Linked DNA regions of Capra hircus: region 2 is linked to region 1. A link is a contact called in public Hi-C data. All regions are on one chromosome and are shown on one strand. The core of a region is the stretch at or near the end of the contact, and the rest is flanking DNA. Distances in the headings are between cores, read along the strand shown.

Region 1 (2,700 bases), core at 17-2,516:
TAGAAGAAGGTCACATGGGGCCAGGGGTCTTGGGTCCATCCACCAAATGCTCCTGCCTGGGTCTTGTTGGAGCGTGACTGCAGCACCACTCAGAAACCAGAAGGGGCAGCATGCATGTCCTTTACCCCAAAGGAAATAAAAGGGCCTCAGCACAGCCCTGGGTGTCCGCCATGGGGACTGGATGAGCACCATCAGTGGTGTTCCAGGCCACTTGCTCACAGCAGAAAGTGTGTCTGCTGATGTGAGCCGTGTTCCCAACAATGCTCACAGTCAGGAAGAGGTGATCCGACAGCTTGAACAGTGTGGCCCATCTTCACTGCCCCATTCCCTGGTAGGGATGCTGGTGCAGGATAGAAACACATCAACTCCCGGAAATCTATTTAGACAGACAGATGCAGATATAGATGATATACATAATGTATCTAATACATGTGTATATACACACATATAATGCATGATTCTGGAAGAAAGCATTCCAAATCGTTAATAGTGGTAGGGGTGGGATATGTAATTTTACTTCCTCTTTTGTGCTTAATGGGGCTTCCCTGATAGCTCAGCTGGTGAAGAATCTGCCTGCAATGCAGGAGACCCCAGTTCGATTCCTGAGTTGGGAAGATCCCCTGGAGACGGGAAAGGCTACCCACTCCAGTATTCTGGCCTAGAGAATTCCATGGACTATACAGTCCGTGCGGTCGCAAAGAGTCAGACACGACTGAGCCACTTTCACTTGTGCTTAATGTCATTATAAATTTTAAACAAATTTATTGGTTAACTCTTTCATTCCTATTTATTTCCTCGTTTGATAACTTCTCTGCCACTTGGAAGGACTCAGAGCTTACACTGGTGTCCATTTTGCGGCAGGGGAAGCCCTCACTGGGCACATATGCTAGTCGGTTTGCCTTAAAAAAAAAAAAAATTAAACCAAGGTCTTGGGAGGCGGCCCCCGGGGTGGCCTGTCAGGAAAACTCAGGGGCACTGCAAGGTCCTGGGGACTGAGCTCTGGCAGTCGCCAAGTGCCCAGGCCCTTGACTCTCCCTCCAGGTACCATCTCGTAGTGATCGCCCTCATTTACTTCCTGCCTCTCGTGGTGATGTTCGTCGCCTACAGTGTCATCGGACTCACGCTCTGGAGACGCTCTGTCCCTGGGCACCAGGCTCATGGTGCCAACTTGCGCCACCTGCAGGCCAAGAAGAAGGTGAACTCCGGGGGCGGAGGGGGCGGGGTCAGGGCGGGGCCGGAAGTTTGGCCACGCCTCGGCATCGGCCATTCCGGGCCCACCGGCGAAAGGGCGCCGCGGAGGGTAGACTCTGCCTGTACCTTGCGTTTGTCCCAAGTTTCTGGCCAGAGCCTTCATTCCTGCTTCCCCAGGCCGGCCGACTTGCCTTTGGTCTTTGGGTTGTGACAGACACAGATTGCAGCGAGTGGGGGTCTTGCGGACCCATAGCTGGCAGGGTCTCTCCAAAGGATGGGGTTAGGAGCGAGAGCTCATCCACTCTCCAGGGAAGGGAACTGCTTTGCTCAAAGAAGGATCCAGGATGCCTTTTAGAGAAGGAGGCATTGAACTGGGCTTTGAGGAGTGAGGACTAAGAAGGAAAGACAGCAGTGTGAGCCTAGAGACCAGCCTGAGCAAAAGCCCTCAGGTAGAGGGCCCAGGAGTGCCTGGGTAGCAGGTGTTCTGGGGGACCTGATTATTGAGGGCTTCTCAGGCTGGCATGAGGGGTGCCCCACCCTCACCCTCAGGAAGACTGGTGGGTCTTGGGGCATCCGGGCTGCGGAGTGACCGGAGTGTCTCCTGGCCCAGTTCGTGAAGACCATGGTGCTGGTGGTGGTGACGTTTGCCATCTGCTGGCTGCCCTACCACCTCTACTTCATCCTGGGCACCTTCCAGGAGGACATCTACTGCCGCAAGTTCATCCAGCAGGTCTACCTGGCGCTCTTCTGGCTGGCCATGAGCTCCACCATGTACAATCCCATCATCTACTGCTGCCTCAACCACAGGTGAGCCCCCCCCCCAGCCCCTCTCCTCAGCCTGGCTCCATCCGGACCCCCCTGCACAGCGCCACCCACCCCCATGGGATTGCCATCCTCACAGGGATCCCCCAGCATAATCCTCGCTGGAGCCCCACCCCCTCCCCAAAGCTCTGCCCGATGCCCAGGCCACAGCTTTCAGGTCCGCCTGCTCCTGCTCTTTCTTCCGGGGGCTGCACCTGGGACAAGGAGAAGAGAGAAGGGAGGGACAGAGAGATGGAGGGAGGGGCAGAGAGGCAGAAGGACAGCCAGAGAGGGAGGAAGGAAGGAGCCAGGTAAAGGAGGGAGGGACTTGGCTACTTCCCTAGTGGTCCGGTGGTTAAGACTTTGCCTGCCAATGCAGGGGTTGTGGGTTTGATCCCTGGTTGGGGAGCTAAGATCACACGTGCCTATCAGCCAAAAAAAACCCACAAAATATAAAGCAATATTGTAAGAAATTCAATAAAGACAAAAGAAACAACAACAAGAAGGAGGGAGGTACTGATGTTTTTAAGAGCTTTCTACATTGAGGAGGCACTGAGGACTGTCTGTAGGCGAGAACAGTGCCAGCCACAGCAAATGAAGCACTCAGCCTGAGGGCTGGGGCCGCGGCTGGAGGGGAAATGGGTTGCTCCCTGGAAGATCACAGGAGGGGCTTTCAGGGGCGCTAGGAAATGACCTTGGCAGAGACTG
Region 2 (2,700 bases), core at 40-2,539, 79 kb after region 1:
GAACTTCCGGTGGCTACAGCTCTATGGCTCCTGCCTCTCACCTGTAGGTAGCGCTCCCTTGTTGGAACTCCAAAGTCAGGTTGACTTTGCTCTCCAGCCCACTTTATCCCAGCAATGTCACTCACTTTGGGTGTGGGTCAGGAGCATCTGCCAGGCTCGGCAATGATAAAATGGGCGTCTTTCCCTACAGTTTAGGCTGTTTCTTAAAAACTTGGTGCCAAAGCTGGTAGAAGGGAGAGATACACCTTTCACACCTGCCAGCTGACAGTTTGTTATGTTAGAAGTCAGGGAAGGGAGATGTGTCCTTGTGCAAGAACACACACGCCACAAGCATACAAGTCAAGACCTCCATCCGACTCAAAAGAGCAGTCTCTTATTTGAGCTCCCTTGGGCTGGTGGGAAATTACAGCTTAAGAGAGCGGTCACGTAGAGGGATTAAAAAAAAAATTCCATTCAGACGTACCGCTCCAGACCTGAGGTCTATGAGCAAAGTTTCCGGTGGCCTCCGCGCCCCTCCCTGTTTCAGGAAACCATGCGGGTCGTTCGGTCCTCAGATTAAGGGAGCAGCCGCAATAGCTGGGAGAGCTTGGGGTGACAGTTTTCCCGGACCCCTGACGCCCTCCACCAGGAACCCCAAATATGGGATGCCTGGCCTCCAGCCAGCACCCCCGCCTGCCGCGCACTCACCTCCCCAGCATCTCTGTGATCACTCCGCCCACGGCGCTAGGACCGTACCAAACAGGCCCTACGGACCAGCCCACCAGTCCCCACATGGCCACCTCCCCGCATGGCCCGGGGGCCCATTTGACTTCCACAGCCCGTTTCAAGGACACTGCAGCAGGGAGCCCAGTCTCGAGGGTCTTTCCTCAACACATACACAGACGGCCCCAGGAAGAATCGAAAGGCGAAGACTTCCCCACCGCCCGACAATCCAACCAATGCTGGCCTGAGGGAGGCTGGGCGCGGGAGGATGGAGGCGGCTGCGGCGGCGAGCGGATGCCGGAATGCAAGGCTGCGGGCAGAGCGCCGGGCGGCGGCAGCGGCCCCGGCTCACCTTTTTGACTTGGTCATCCTTCAGTTCGGTGAAGTAATAAGCTAGGAGCTGCGCGGCGATCATGCTGGCGGTCGGGGGCTCGGGGCGACAGGCGGGCGGCCGGCGTCTGTCCTCCGCAGCCCGGGCGATCAGTGGTCCTCTGGCGGCTGCTCCGCGGCTCCTCCTCCTCCTCCCGCGGCTCCTCCCCCACCACCCGGAGCGCGGCGCCGGCTCACGCGCTCCCCGTCTGCGCGCTCCCGTCCGCGCGAGGGTGACAGTCGCCAGCCGGCCCACCTCCTCGGCGCCCATTGGCTGCCGCGCGCCTCGGCTGCGCCGGGCGGCGGCGGGCGGGCCAGGACCTGGGGGGCGCGGTGGCCGCTCCTCCCAGCGTCTGAAAGAGGGCGGGCGACGCTGCGAAATCCCCCACGGCCAGGCATCTCCCGGCACGTCCCCCACGTAGGGAGCCGGCGCAGGGGCGGGAGGCTTTGTCGCGCGCGCACCGCCACGCGTGGCGGCGCCCTGCTTGGGCGGGGCGCAGGCGGGGAGGCGGCATCGCCCGGCCCGGCTGGCTGGGGAACTGGGCAGGCGGGGGGCGGGGACGCAGTCCCCCTTCTCGGAAATTAGGGTTAGCCCCTGTTAGTTCCAAGGAAGGGGAGACGCCCTAAGGGGACTCGAAGAAGTGGCCTTGAAAAGCGAGCGGGGCCTGTGGCGGCGAATGCGAGAGGCTTGGGAGGCTTGGCTGTCCTCGCCCTGGGGCCCCACGCCTGCCAGCTCTCGCGGGCCCAAGGGGTCCTCACCGACGGGGCATCACCCCACTCCACCCTGGCCCGCCCGTGCTGCAGCTCCTCCAGGCCTGATCCTCCGGCTGGAGGATTTGTATTGCTAAACCAAGAGCGACGCCCCACAGCGTCCGTCCCTGAGTCACCGGTTCTTTGAGCCGTCTTCCCCAAGGGCGCACGCCGCACGCCGCTGGGCGGGACTTGAGCTGCGGGCACTGGCCCCAACCCCTGGGCTCCCAAGCGCCCAGGCCCAGGCTCAGTGGAGTTTGGGGGACAGTTTAGGCGCCCCTCTTAGATGCCGCCTTTTTCACATCCTGGAGGAAGTTAGCTGGGTTGGGAGGAATCCCCGGAAAACTATTCAGTTCTAAAATACGGAAGGGAGGTGCGGAATCAGAGGTGTTTATGCTGCTGCTAGTACTGATGGCAGCCATAGGATTCTTAGATTAATTGCTTCTGTGTGCCAGACACCACCAGGCGCTTTACTGCCTTACGAGAGGACGTGAACTGAACTCCAAATACAAAGAAGTGGTTACTGATTCATCGGGTAAGCAAGTGGGGGCTCACTGAGGCCATGTGTCCTACTTATACAACCAGAAAGCTGTCGATCTAGGATTAGACTTTGAGTCTGTGTGTTTTCAAACCAGTGCTCACCCCTGGGTTTTATGTCCTCCCAGTGGTAGGTAGCCGCTCTGCCTAAACAGGCCATGGTACTGGAACCAAGGCAGCAGAGATGGCCAGTGTCCAGCCCCATAACCTCTACCTGAGCCCTGGATCCTCGGAACCCCTGGCCAGGCCTAAGAAAGGTACAGTGGAGTCAGGAGGGGATGGTTTAGGACCAGAACACTTCTCAGAGGCATGATTTTTGCCATCATCAATTGAAGAGGATCT

The links. Hi-C and Micro-C count contacts between places; a contact is called where the count stands out from the background.
Region 2: a contact with region 1 is called in a Hi-C map of blood, with 2.8 times the contacts expected there. The contact joins the promoter of HK1 here to the enhancer-like site in region 1. A contact is called at or near these places in 2 of 5 Hi-C or Micro-C datasets (both in blood).

What each region holds. Positions count from the first base shown.
Region 1 is chr28:19,895,970-19,898,669 of ARS1.2, forward strand. TACR2 (substance-K receptor) reads left to right here. Exons shown (of 5, transcript XM_005699135.3): 3 at 1,042-1,195; 4 at 1,802-1,998. Among named protein-coding and RNA genes, the nearest start is that of TACR2, 6.6 kb to the left of the region's middle. Within about 2 kb of position 1,267, at least 1 of the 5 cell types and tissues checked has an H3K27ac peak or open chromatin away from gene starts, as enhancers often do.
Region 2 is chr28:19,974,642-19,977,341 of ARS1.2, forward strand. It overlaps HK1 (hexokinase-1), which reads right to left and starts at 1,290. Exons shown (of 18, transcript XM_018042326.1): 1 at 1,055-1,290. The coding sequence starts at 1,117.